Regions from separate parts of the Rattus norvegicus genome. Here region 2 is linked to region 1. A link is a contact called in public Hi-C data. All regions are on one chromosome and are shown on one strand. Each heading gives the region's core, a stretch centred on a gene start, on an enhancer-like site or on the middle of the called end of the contact. The rest is flanking DNA. Distances are from core to core; before and after follow the strand shown. Region 1 holds the start of Cdca8 (cell division cycle associated 8). Region 2 holds the start of Snip1 (Smad nuclear interacting protein 1).

The links. A called contact is a pair of places that touch in the nucleus more often than the background predicts.
Region 2: a contact with region 1 is called in a Hi-C map of hepatocytes, with 2.9 times the contacts expected there. The contact joins the promoter of Snip1 here to the promoter of Cdca8 in region 1. A contact is called at or near these places in 12 of 12 Hi-C or Micro-C datasets (the A7r5 cell line, the Rat2 cell line, Schwann cells and 7 more) and 1 of 1 datasets of contacts at active chromatin or transcription factors (oligodendrocytes).

What each region holds. Positions count from the first base shown.
Region 1 is chr5:142,480,990-142,487,963 of GRCr8, forward strand. Cdca8 (cell division cycle associated 8) reads right to left here and starts at 2,210. Exons shown (of 10, transcript NM_001025050.1): 1 at 1,989-2,210; 2 at 1,755-1,883. The coding sequence starts at 2,082. Airim (AFG2 interacting ribosome maturation factor) reads left to right here and starts at 2,398. Exons shown (of 5, transcript NM_001109264.1): 1 at 2,398-2,743; 2 at 3,966-4,243; 3 at 5,684-5,863. The coding sequence starts at 3,969.
Region 2 is chr5:142,610,999-142,617,963 of GRCr8, forward strand. It overlaps Snip1 (Smad nuclear interacting protein 1), which reads left to right and starts at 2,030. Exons shown (of 4, transcript NM_001014069.1): 1 at 2,030-2,274; 2 at 3,430-3,532; 3 at 6,565-6,965. The coding sequence starts at 2,063. It overlaps Dnali1 (dynein, axonemal, light intermediate chain 1), which reads right to left and starts at 972. Exons shown (of 6, transcript NM_001031647.1): 1 at 890-972; 2 at 269-414. The coding sequence starts at 970.

The DNA.
Region 1 (6,974 bases), core at 960-3,459:
TCGGACCAGTGAAGGACCCTCTAGCCTGTCTTTTGATCTTTCTCCAGTTGGATCCTCCCTGTCTAGCTCATGATTCCATCATCTCTGTCTTCAGAGTTCCTGTTGTTTCTCAGACAGGCTATCCTCAGACCCAGAGCTTTGATACTAAGTATTTCTTCTGCTCAGAACACTTCTCTGTGCCCTAAAAATTTCTACTCATTCTTTAAAACTCAGCTCAAATGCCACATTAAAACTGTTGAACAGACTGCTTCAAACTACAAATACATATCTACACAGTACAGCAAATTACTCAAAAGCTACTTAGGTCTCTACTCCTGCCTGAACTGAATTCCAGAGACAATATCCCTTGGTCCTGGCAAAAAGATATAGAATGAAAGCTTAGGTGAGCTCCTCATTACAAATCATCATCATGGCCGGGCGGTGACACGCCTTTAATCCTAGCACGGAGAAGGCAGAGGCCGGCAGACCTGAGTCTGACGCCAGTCTGCATTACAGAATATTTGTGAACCCCAGGACTGTGCTATTTACTGGAAAACCCTGTTTTTGTTTTTGTTTTTTTTTTCAGAGCTGGGGACCGAACCCAGGGCCTTGCGCTTGCTAGGCAAGCGCTCTACCACTGAGCTAAATCCCCAACCCCGAAAACCCTGTTTTTAATTGTGGTCTGGCTCCGTGTTTCCTTGGAGGTTTCAATAGTGGTGGGAAATGGGTTGGGATTTTTCTCTGGTCAGAGAACCACTCTTATTTTTGCAGTTCACAAGTGAGGTGCTCATTTTTAAGTTGGCAATTTCCTTAAGACAGAGCTGTTTGAGCATACTGTTCTAATTGAGCTCTGACAAAACCAAATCATCTTTTTCTTAATTTATTCATTTAGAAGGCCGAGTTTGCACAAGTATTTCCCCGATGTGTGAAGATGTGTGAAAGTTACGTGAAACTGACATTTCATTGTGCCCAGAAATCAAACTCATCACAGCTCCTTTGGAACTATAGTAGAAATCCAATTCCAGAAATCTAAATTATTTGTTACCTGGCCAGTTAAGGACCATGGTTTGCCTGCCCATGGGCTGGATGGCAGTTTCAGGTGCACTGAGCAGTAAGGTGGTTTCAGATCATAAACTGCCTCTTTCCTCTCCAAAATATGGATGTGCCCTCCTGCAACTCTCCCCTTGGACACAGAGATGCGGAGAAAACATGATGTATCCTGGTCTTGCATTTCTCTCCCTCCTCTGTAAATCGGCAGGAAAACTTTTATAGTCCTACCAAGTGCCTGCATCCTTGCCTAGGCTAGCTTAGGCTAGGTCAGGTCAGTGTGGAACGGCCTTCCCCAACCTCTGAAAGCCTTCAAGAATCAGAAGCTCACTTTGTACTATGGATTTGATCTTTTCTCTCTTCCTCTTCCTCCTCCTCCTCCTCCTTCTCCTCCTCCTCCTCCCTCCCTCCCTCCCTCTCCCTCCCTCCCTCTTCCTTCAGCCCCCCCCTCCCCCCCCCTCATCTATCTCTGGTATATACCTTCTAAAGCTCTCCTCCCACTGAGCAGTGAAAGTGTGAAGCACTATCCTAATAACACTCATCTGAAGGGTAATTCATGCCCGCTTCTTTCCAATGGGTCTATCACTTTTTTTTTTATAAGTTATGACAGATGGCAATTTCCCACCGGTGGCTATTTAAGACCTTATTAAGACATCTGAATGAGTCCCTATAGAAAGTTTTCAAGATAAGCACTAATCGGCCACGGGGGAAACGCTAGCAGCTCTTACCAAAGTAGTCAAGCCACTTCATGACTTGCAGCGCCTTGGGGAGCCGAAGGACCTCGATGTTGTAGAGATTTTCCACCTCCTTGAGGAGGGTCTGCCTGTCGGACTCAATTTGCTTGGTTCGAACTTGCACTGCAAAGAGGTGAAAGCCGATGGATCCCGCGTCAGGTGTGCGAAGCCGTCGCACCCGCGCCCCAACCCACCCAAAACTCACGATCACGCGAATCCACCCCTTACCCTCGCGGTCGAAGTCCTTTAGGAAGGAGGCGAGCTTCCGGCTCCGCAGTGTGTTGGTCCTGGTCCCGCGGCTGCTGCGTTTCTTAGGAGCCATGACACCAGGGTGCGTCCAGCGAGGGGCCGAGCTGCCGGGTTAGCGAATGAGACCGGGAAAGAGGGCGTGAGTGGTCGGGGAGCAGCGGAAGTTCAGTCGTTGGAGTCTAGGTATCCTGAACTCTGCGGAAACAAACCTGGGGGTCCCAAAACAGACTCAGGAAACCTTACAGCTCCAGCTGAGGGACGGGTTGATCTTCCACTAACCGCCACCCAATTCAAACTCAACGGGCACAGCCTAGCCAATAGCAAATCGTCGTCTTAGGACGGTTCTCACAAAGTCCAATCACAACAAAGCTTCTTCTCCCTCCGTCAGCCAATCCTTATGGAGAACTACAATGCCCAGAAGTCATTGAGGCATACGCCATCTTTTCGCGACTCCAGAGTCGTGCTAACTAGAACTGGAGTGGTGAGTTCGGTCTTGTGAATGAGCAGACAGTGCCAAGCCCCGTGTAGTTTTTGATGTACTCAGTGTTGACAACCCAGGATTTACGTTTTCCTGTTGATTTAGGAACAGGGCTGGAAATCTTAAAGAGAGGAGACAAGACTCCAGAAGCACTGGTCCGGGGATAGACAGACCCCAGGGCTTCGCAATCTAAAGTAGATTGCACTGTCGTTTAGAAACCCCTTCGGAAGACCTGCAGTCCTTCTGCAGAGAACTGGTAAGAGGACCGCCGCAATCTTTATTCTTGAGTGTCAGCGGTGACAAGACAGAGGAGCACAGCTTCACTCTGCCTACTTCAGCAAGGTGAGGAGTTCCCCTAACCTTTTAGGGACTTCAGCTCAGTTGATGGCTCTGAGGCTGGAAAGAACTCAGCACTAGCCAGTCTATGAAGCAGAGTTACATGCACACATTTGATACGGGGGCTCACCATTTAACTCAGGCTAGCCTGGCAGTCTCTGTGTAGACTAAGTTAGCCTCGAACTTACAGAGATCTGCCTGTTTCAGTCTTCCATGTGCTAGGATTAAAGGTACATTCGTCAACTCCCAGCCTAAAGCTTTTAATACAGGCTTAAGCACAGGGATTAAGAGAGAAGCACTTAGGCATAAAATAGAATACACTTGAAGGCTGCTCAAACAATCTCAGAAAGTTAGACATAGTCATGTGGGTCTGGTCTTCTCCAGGGAGATCAACAGTTGACACCATCCCCCGCCCCCCAGTTTCTTGAGACAGGGTTTCTCTGTAGCCCTGGCCATCCTGGGACTGTAGACCAGGCTTGCTTCAAACCCAGAGATCACCTGGCTTTGCCTCCAGAGTGCTGGGATTAAAGTCATATTACATTAGCCGTGTATACTTATTTTGGTAGCTTTCAGGTTACATCTCAAAAGGGTTTCTAAAGAACCCTTGTTATTCTCTTCAAACAAAAAGTTGTTTGAGAAGAGAAGTAAGTGAGAGGGCTTCCAATATTCTCTGATGGTATTACAATCCAATAAAGTGAAATCAGGAGCTCCTATGGTTGTAAATGGAGCAGTGTGTGACCTTTCTCTGTAAATTGGATTTCTGGTGAGATTTCTAGAACATGGAAGGAAGGAAGGCCTTAAGCAGTTGGTTGTAAATGGAGTAGTGTGTGACCTTTCTCTGTAAATGGGATTTCTGGTGAGATTTCTAGAACATGGAAGGAAGGAAGGCCTTAAGCAGTTGGTAAGTATGCTGCTGAAATTCTTACTTCATTGTTGGTCGAAAGTGTCAACCTGCTTCCAGGACGAAGAGTTCTTTTCTGTGTCACCTAGAGTCTCCCTACCTTTCAATATTGCCTTGGGACTATTTGAAAACCAAATCTGGTCTTCTCATGAGGTCAAAAATGACTCACCCTTGATGTAGGCTCTCCCTTTTTGGTACCCTGACTCTCTTTTGTTTTGTTTTGTTTTGTTTTTCTACCCAGAAGATGGCTCATGACCAGCCGCTGCTGGTTGTGCAGGAGGCCCTGAAGAAGTGCTTCCCCGTGGTGGAGGAACAGCAGGACCTGTGGCAGAGCACTCTGCAGGACTGCTTGCCCCTCCTCTCCTCTCTCAGCAATCTGGCTGAGCAGCTGCAAGCTGCACAAAGTCTGCGGTTTGAGGATGTGCTAGCCCTTCGTCCCTTTCCAGACCTGCAGGAGCGATTGAGGCGCAAGCAACTAGAGGCTGGTGACATTGTCCTGGACAAGCTAACTGAGAGGCTGTAAGATGCTCTGTGTCCCCCTTTGTTGATGGACAGATCTTAAGGCTGTAGGGCATCTCAGCCTCAGTCATGGTGGGCCTACAAAAGTTGACAGAAGCAAGTCAGGAGTAATCATGCAGGGGGCTAAGATTGAATGTCTGTAAGTTCGAGGCCAGCCTGGAGTAGGTTGTTTTAAAAAAACCCAAACCAGGCCAAGTGTTTAATCTCAGTACTAAGGAGGCAGAGGCAGGCAGATCTCTGAGTTCAAGGCCAGCCTGGTCTACGTAGAGAGTTCCAAGACAATCAAGGCTACACTGACAGACCCAGTCTCAAAATAAAATAAGTAAGTAAACAAACAAATAAAAATAACCCCAAACCAATTACATAACTGAAGAAATGACAAAAGCAGAAAAGAAGAGGAGAGGAAGAAGAGTCTTCCTTGGTATTCTGTAGAGTCAGTGAGAGCCAGGATTAAAGACTGTATGTACAGGACCTTGTACACCCCTGGCTTAACCCTGCTTATGCATTTGGAAGCAAGAAGACAGAAAATAAACTGATTGTCCTGATCACAGAGCCAGTGAGAATTAGAGCCGGGATTCTGAAGTGTGCCTGCCACTTAAGCTGGGCTCCTCACCACCACCTCCTTCTACACACAAGTGGATACATGTGTAACCAGTCCACAAAACAGTAACAACTCAGGCGTTACTGATACTCTGTTTTCTGTTTGTTAAGTCACAGTGTATAAGCAGGACTTACAGACTTGCTGGTTTTGGGTTGTTTCCTGTTTTTACACTGTAAGACACAGCCGGATCTTTAGAGCTAGAGTTCTGGGCTGGGAGATTCCTTGTCCATTGGGAAGTTGCAGTCTTTGTTTTAGTGATGAGTCCCTTTGCGTCAGCATTAGAATGATATGTAGGCACTGCTAAAGGCACCTTATATACACCATCATATTTCTCTCTCTGGTGACAGTGAATTGACTGATTCACTGTGTGTTCGCTGCTCTTGGAAGACACAGTGAGCAATGGAGCTTTATGCACAGGGGAAATAACTCATTTCCTTAAGCAGGCTGTGCACGCTGAGCCCACATTGCCATTCAAGAACTGACCATCATGGGCAGTTAAGATGGCTCATTGGGTAGAGAGACTTGGTATTCAAGCCTGATGACCTGGGTTCATTCCCCAGGACCCATGTTTCTGGGTGGGAGGACAGAATGGACACCACAAAGTAGTCCTCTGATCTCCACACATGTGCTCTGGCATGTGCATGCCCTTCCCCCATACTAAATTAAAAAGAATTTATAAAGTGAGATTAGAATGTAGCTCAGTGGTAGACCGCTTTCCTAACATGTCTAAGGGTTTAAGTCCCCTCTGAAACAAAACCTCAAAATGGCAGTAGTGATTTGAGAAGCCTTACCCCCCTATCTTTTCTGGGATACCACCTAACTCCCTACTTTTTCTACAGAGCCACCCTCCTCAGGGTTCGCAACACCATCAGCAGCCACGTGGAGCAGGTGTTTCAGACCTATGAGCAGCATGCGGACGTGCTTGACATCGATACTCTCCTGAGGCCCTCGGTTGTGAGCCCCTCCGTGACTGACATGTTGGAGTGGCTGCAGGACATTGACAGACATTTTCGAAGCTCATATCCTTTCAGTGCTTCCCGACCTCCCAGAGCTGCCCTACAGGTTCAGACTTCACGGGTCAGCAGGCTGCATGATTTGCTGCAGTTCTCTTTAACGCTCAATCTTAGATTCTTCTTGCATTTTTTTTAGTAGTCATTTCTTACAGTTTATCTGCCAGACACTGCTGTAAGTGCTGAGAGCAGGCGTAGAAAAGTGAGTGTATGGTGTCGGATGTGAGCTAAGAATGAGGGAGGACGAGTGAGGGAAGGTGGGCCGTGACTTTAGTAGTGTGGTCCTGGCAGGAACCCATGAGACAGTGACATCCTGAGACAGTGATACTCACGGCATTCGAGCCATGTGGATATTCAGAAGAAGAGTGGTCCAAGCAGAGGGTACATGGAGTGAAGGCCTGGGTGGGAGCATGTCTGGTTCATGTAGGAACTGACCACGAGGCTGGTGGGGCAAGGGCAGGGTGTGAGGATAGTGACAGAAGCCCTTCCCCACCCCCCTTTTGTTTTTGAGAAAGAACTTGAAGGTTTTGGCTGTTACTCTGAAATCAGAGGTCTCAGAAGTTTTAAGCAGAACCACGTGGTCAAGGTCTATGCTTAACAGTGCTGGGCCATGTTCTCAAGAACAGTTGGCATGGTCGGGAACAAGCCCGAGAGCAGAAAATTAGCCACAGGTCTGCCTTCTCCATTCTTGTCCATGACTGTCCTCTGACCCTGGTTTTGCTCCCTTTACTACTGCTCCTGGCTCTGCGTCTCAGACTCCCATGGCCTCCAGCTGGCTCACTTAGTGAGCTACAAATTCAGAGCTGAGCATGCACCAGCAGTGCCCACTGCGTTACTGTCCTTCATGTTGCGACCAAGTATCCATCACGAAACAGGACAGACAGATTTGTTTCAGGCCATAACTGCGAGGATATGTCCATCATAGAGGGGAGGGCACAGACAGGAGCATATGCCACTGGTCATGCTGTGCCTGCATCGCTCAGGAAGCAGGAAGGGAGTGCTGGCTGCTGGGGCTCTGTTCACTTCCTCTCTGTTCATCCTCAACCCCAGCCCACGGAACAATACCACATTCAGAGGGGTCTTCCCACTTCAGTTCAACCTTTCTGGAGACACCAGCACT
Region 2 (6,965 bases), core at 780-3,279, 130 kb after region 1:
AGAAACAGAGTATCGGGAAGGGGGTTTAGGAGGAACAGGTCTGAGCTAAGAAGACCCAACTGTGAAAGCAGACATCTAAAGTCACGAGAGTGCTCAGAACGTGGAGGGCATGGTTTTAGAGGGTGCCTGCCTGGCTATGAGCATCCAGCCATATGAGACTCCATGAACTCCAGAAAGCTTAGGGGAAATCCAAGGTAAAACACAGGGAGACACCTATGTTCTGGGGCCAAGAGCTTAAACCTTCTCCCAGTCATCCCTCTCTCTCTACCTTGGAGGCAGGATGGCATTCAAGATTTCTTCTGCTTGTTTGGTAGGATCTGGGACACAGGAAGTTGAGGGCAGCTTGGCCTTGGGTGGTTGTGGGCCTGCACCAGAGGGTCCAGGCTGCTGAACTGTGACTTTCAGTGGCCGAGCCTAAGAAGAAACAGGTGAGTCAGTCCAGTCCCTCCAGATTTGCCTCAGTCTCTTGTCGAGCTTTCCCCATTTCCGGCCTATTTCCCTCATCTGTGGTCTCTAAATAAACAGGAGCGCAGAAGACCACGAGGGATATGTCTGGCTCTGTCCCTGTATTTGAACTGGTGTTTCTAGAATGGTGGTAAGGCCTCTGCTCTGACTGTGTAGACATAGGTAAGTCACAACCAGACCTGTTCTTGGACCTCACTACCACAAGCCTCATCTTTTCCATGTGACTTCTTTCTCATCTTAAATTTGTCCTCTAGGGTCACAGTTAGGCTTCTTGTAGTCTTCTCCCAACCTCCATCCTTGTCCAAGTTCCCTTGGCTGTCAGCCCTAGCAATCTGTCTCCTGAAATTCCAGAGATCCTCAAACCTGGGATGTCTTTCCCCACGGGATTTTGTAGGATCTCGCATTTCCTGAGACATGTTCATACCTTGGGGCTCCGTTTTTCTGTATTCCGGCTCACCAACACCGGGGTGTCATATTTGAGCAGAGAGTCTGCGGGGGGTATCATGGTGGCTGTAGGGGTTGCAACTCCGTAGCGGTCCCTCCGGGTGGAGCCTTGTTTGCGATCACCATGGAAACCCCTCCGCTCCTTGCCCCATGGACGGGGCGGGGCTTCGGAGGAAGGCGGTGCCCGGCCGCGTGCAAGTTTTGTCCTACTGTGCTTTCTCCACCAGCACTAAACTTCTTGGTAAACAAGATTGGAGCCCTAGCGTTAGGTCTAATTCGGGATGTGATGAAATGGACAGACCACCTTTGCTTGAAACGAAAGTCATTTATAGTATTTGGCGACGATTGGCACTTGGAAGCCAGAGGCTGGCGGATCTCTGTGAGTTCCAGGACAGCCAAGGCTATATAGAGACACTATCTCAAGAAACAAAAAAGAATTTCACAGTGTTGAGTACGTGTCTGTGTTTCATAACTACTAAGAACGCGCAACGAACAGAGCTGGATTAGCTTTCCCACATAAGATTTTTTCTTTTTTGTTTTAAAGCTGGGTGATGGTACCATACACCTTTAATGACAGCATTCGGGAGCCAGAGGCAGGCAGATCTCTGTTAATTCAAGGTCAGCCTGGTTACAGAGTGAGTTCTAGGACAGACAGGATTAAACAGAAACCCTGTCTCGAGAAAAAAAAATTGTCACTTTTTGAAGTCCTGGGGGTTAATCCAGGGCTTCGTACACGCGAGGTAAACGCTCACTCTGTCTCAGCCTTCACTCCCCTTCTAACTGATTTGTATTTGGCAGTGCTGAGGATGAATCCAGGGCTTTGCGCTACACGAGCTGCAACTTTTCCAAAATTTGAGACAGAGTCTCACTAAATTGCCTAGGCTGGCCTCGAATTTACTGCGATCGGAGGCTGGTCGTAACTTTTCAGTATTCCAGCCACACCTCTCCAGCAGCCAGGACCCCAGTGCCACTAGCCCGGGGATTCCCAGGGTGTGAACTCAAGCACTGGGCCCCGCCCACCAGGGGGGCCCGACACCGTGAGGGCTTCTGGGATAGCGTGCTGCCCGGAAGCGGAAGTGCAAAGCGGTCCGTCACTTCCTTTGGCTCAAGTGGCTCAACGGACTGTGCAAGTGACTCTCGGCCGGGCCGCAGGATGAAAGCGGGGAAGAGCGAGCGGGAGCGAAGCAGCCGGCGGCGACACCGGTCAGGCGACGCTTTGGCGACCGTAGTAGTGAAGCAGGAACGTCTAAGCCCCGAACCCGTCGCACACCGCCGACCTGACGCTCCAGCCGCTAGCCCGCCCCCGCCCGCCGCCGAGTCGGGCTCGGCTGGTCACCGCGGGAGCCGAGCCCGGGGAGCGAGCCGGTAAGCAGGCCGCGGACGGGATGGCGCGGGGACCGGGTGGTGCGAGCGACTCGGGAGTGCAAAGCACCTTTTGAGTTGAAATGAGATTCCCCCGCCTGCCCACGAGCGGACGGTGGGAATGTCTTTTCCACTCTACCTACAAAGAGTATTTCACGGTGGGTCTTGGCGACTTCTTCTCGGCACTCATTCGCCGATGCCTCCATAAAGCATCGATTTACTGAGTGCGTAGTGTGGCTTAACGATCAATTAAGGTACTGGGTCACAAGGCAAAGAAGAGAGATGCTTTTACAACTTGGCGAAATTGGGCATGCTCTAACCCTAAGGAAAATAACAGATAATTTCAGTTAGTGTTAAAGACAAATTAAAACTGTAATATGGTAGCGAGAGGTTGGGTAGAAAGAAGTGAGGACTTCTACAGAGGTGATCTTTAAGCTGAGACCGATATGATTGATCCATTCTCTTTTGAAGAATCCAGGAAGAACCCAGTGTGGTGGGCATGCTTTGTAACACAGCAATGGAGACCATAAGTTAGGAGGATCCTGAGCTTGTACACACACACAGACACACACACACACACACACACACACACACACACACACACACACACAGAGAGAGAGAGAGAGAGAGAGAGAGAGAGAGAGAGAGAGAAATATATGCACAGAACTTGAATTGGAATTCTGTTTGTTTTAAAGGTTGAACAACAACAGCAACAATAAAAAAACCAAAAATGAAACAGGCAGCATATCTGGAATTGAGTGATGGAGCAGCATTGTAGGCTGGTAGAAATGATGTGGGATGGAGGACAGGGCGGGGCCCTTAGACCTGCTAAGGGGTTGGATGTGGTTGTTAGAGAAGGAAATATGTGAGGGAAAAAAACAGGCTAGATTGACTTCCTGGATAGTAGTGCCAATTAGGATGACAGACTGGGAAAGAAAGGTTTCTAAGGCTTTGGGGTTCATTAGGTTGTCTAAGTGAGGAGGCTTAGCAGGCAGTTGTGTATGTGGCTGGGAGAAGTGTTTATTGAAGGTAAAGGCCTGCCGTGGCTACAGAGTCCACACGTGTGCTGTGTTTAGGAGGTGAGCCTCATACTGGAAGCTAACTTATGTGGGGGAAGGGCCATTGAGGTAAAAATCCTGTGTATCATGCTCTGAAAAGGTCCCCAGCCAAAAAGAAAAGCAAGTCCTCCGGCAGAAGAAGCAAGTCTCCTCGGACTAAGAGAAGCCGGAGTCCCCACTACTCCACGGTCAAAGTGAAGCAGGTGAGTTGAGTGGGCAGGAACCTTGGATGGGAAACTCAAGTCCAGAGCTGTTGCCGGACCTGAAGAGGTTGCAGCCATGGTGTGTAGACATGTTTCATTGTCCCTGCAGTGAGCTTTTCTAAAAACCAGATATGTATTTGGGGCTGTCTTTCCTGAAATCTTAGCATTTGGAAGCAATGGTTGATTTGATTCAGAAATAATACAGAGTGGGAAACATGTCCACATTTCTCCCAGCGGTAACTTCTCACACACCCGTGGACAGTGTCTTGGTCAGGACACATTTACTGCCATCAGGATGCCTCCGATGTTCTTCAGTGACTCGTTCTCCGCCTTTATTCTTCCTTTCCCCCTGCCCAGCCGCTTCTCTCTCAGTTCCTGGATGCAACCTGTCTTTAGGTTTGAAGACTGTCTGTGGTGCTGTTTAAACCAGCACAGATGGTCACAGATGGTTGGGCCTGCGAGTGCCCATGTGCTGCAGTACCATTTTTTCAAAGGACATTGGTTTTCTCCATTGGATTATTTTACTTCCACATTGAAACTCAGGTATATGTCTATCTGGCCAATCGCATGCAGACTTGATTGCCGCATTTACATAGTAAGTCTCGAAACTGAATGCCCTCTTTGCTGCATTGGTGTGAGGGTTTCAGAAGCCCTAGAACTAGAGTGAGCTGCCATGTGGGTGCTAGGAATTGAACCCAGGTCCTCTGGAAAAAGCAGTCAGTGCTCTTGACTAGTGAACCATCTCTCCACACTACCCTCTTTTTTTTCCCCTTGTCTATATATCTATGTAAATGTTAGAATTTGTGTGTGTGCATGTGTGTGACAGAGACAGATCTTTTAAAAAATAAATTTTTTGCATGTGTATGAGTGCTTTCCCTGCCCACACGTATGTGTACGTACTGTGTGTGTGTCTGGTGCCCATACCAGACAGGTCCAGAAAAGGGTACCAGATTCTCTAGAACTTGAGTTAAGATTGGCTGCAAGCCACCTTAGGTGCTAGGAACTGACCCAGCTCTTCTGGAAGGAGAGAAAGTGCTTTTAACTGCAGAGTTGACTTCCAGTTCCCCTAGTAACGTCTCACAAGAAGCAGGTGTGGTGGTGTGTGCATATAATTCTGCACTGAGGCAAGAAGATCACAAGTTCAATACTGTTGTTTTTTTTTTTTTTTTTTTTTTTTTTTTCCGGAGCTGGGGTCAATACTGGTTTTAAAAGATTACTGAGGGAGGCTGGAGAGATGGCTCAGGGTTAAGAGCACTGACTGCTCTTCCAGAGGTCTGAGTTCAATTCCCAGCAACCACATGGTGGCTCACAACCATCTGTAATGGGATCCGAATCCTCCTTCTGGCGTGTCTGAAGACAGCTACAGTGTACTCGTGCTCATATACATAAAGTAAATATAAAAATGAATCTTTAAAAAAAATATTACAAAGAAGCTTTCTCAAAAGTAAAAAGGGCAGGGGTTGGGGATTTAGCTCAGTGGTAGAGCTCTTGCCTAGCAAGCGCAAGGCCCTGGGTTTGGTCCCCAGCTCCGGAAAAAAAAAAAAAAAAAAAAGTAAAAAGGGCTGGGGATAAAATTTAGAGTAAGTGCTTGTTTCCAGCCCCGCATCCTAGTCCCATTACCATTATGTGTGTATGCATATTGATGGAATATTAGCCTTAAAAGGAAGAAAATTCTGACACGTGCTACAAAATGTCTGAATCCTGATGACTTGCTTAATAAACCAGGGGGGAAAAGCATGATTTTGTAGTTGAGACAGGGTATCTCCTGCTAATTAGGCCCAGTTAGCCTGAAACTTGCTTGGTAGCACAGGCAGGCCTAGAACTCTTGATGATTCTCCTGCCTCAGTCTCCTGAGTGCTGATATTAAAGGTGTACCATCAACTGAACTCCACCAGAGGAGTGCATGCAAGCCTGTGTGTCCCTTTGGAGACAGGGTCTCATTCTCATTCTCTTAACTTCTAGAGACCCACCCACCTCTGACTCCTGAGGGCTGGGATTAGAGGTGTGCAGTCCCTTCTCTCTTGACAGGAATTGCTAATCTGAGAGAATTCCTACTTCTGTTAGCATTGGTACTGTGGTTATTAGAAGAAGCTCCCCTTCAGAGTCAGGCTAAGTGTTGGCTTCTTCTGGAAACTGCTTTGCACTTGGAGCTGTCACCTTACTGACTGACTTCTTATCCATCTATTGCTGCTGTTTTACAAAACAAGGTCTCTGTGTAGCCCTGGCTAACTCTGTACACAAGGCTGGCCTCAAACTCAAAGAGCTCTGCCTCCGCCTCCTGAGTACTGGGATTAAAGGTGTGCGCCACTGTGCTCATTGATCTACTGACTGTGTATTGCTGTTTGTGCGACGTTGATTTTCAGTATGTGCCTCCATTTTGTTAGAAATTTGGAAACTGCCAAGTAGTACTTTCTTGTAGGTTTCTTGAAGTGTTCGTGTTTCTTAGGTTTATCCATAGATGTTTGAATCATTTCTGTAATTGCTGAAGTTGAACCTTTTGAGATTATTTCAATCTCCTTTTGGCCTGTGAGGAAGTTAACTTTTCCCTTTATATATCTTACATGTGACTGTTCTGTTTTCTATACCTGCTACCCTGTGAGTTTGCCTGCAGGTGATTGAGAGAGGTATTTCTCCTTGTGGTAGGGTCTGGATGTGGGTTTGAGGAAGAGTATGGAATATGAAGTCTAAAGGCCCTTCAGGGGAAAGAACCACACTGATAGCCTTGTGTGGATAGGAATTTGTTCTGAATCCAGGCCACAGATGTGCTGTTGTTGTTTGAAATTGTTTAGCATATGCATGTCTGTACACCACATAATGTAGTGCCCACACTTACCACAAGAGGGCATTGGATTCTCTTGGAACTGTAGTTGTAGATGGTTGTGAACAGCTTTGTGGGTGTTGGGAAGTAAACATGGGTCCTCTGGAAGAGCAGTCAGTGCTCTTAATTGCTGAACTATCTCTCCAGTTCCTGCAGCTTGTTCACAGAGAAAGGGATGCTATCTTTCCCTTACTGAATCCCATCTGAATTTCAGGAACGGGAGGACCATCCACGGAGAGGACGAGAGGATAGGCAGCACCGGGAGTTATCAGAACAGGAGCACAGGAGAGCACGGAACAGCGAGCGAGATCGGCACCGGGGCCATGCCCGCCAAAGGAGGAGCTCTGATGAGAGGCCTGTCAGTGGGCAGGGTCGGGATAGAGACAGCCAGATCCTGCAGGCCCAGGAAGAAGAGAGGGACTTTAATAATGCCAGGCGCCGGGAGCACCGCCAGCAGAATGAGAGTGCTGGCGCTGAGGCTCAGGAGGTGATCCCTCGCCCTGCTGGTAACAAGAACAAAGAGGTGCCTGTTAAAGAAAAACCAAGCTTTGAACTTTCTGGGGCACTTCTTGAGGACACTAATACCTTCCGGGGTGTGGTCATTAAATACAGTGA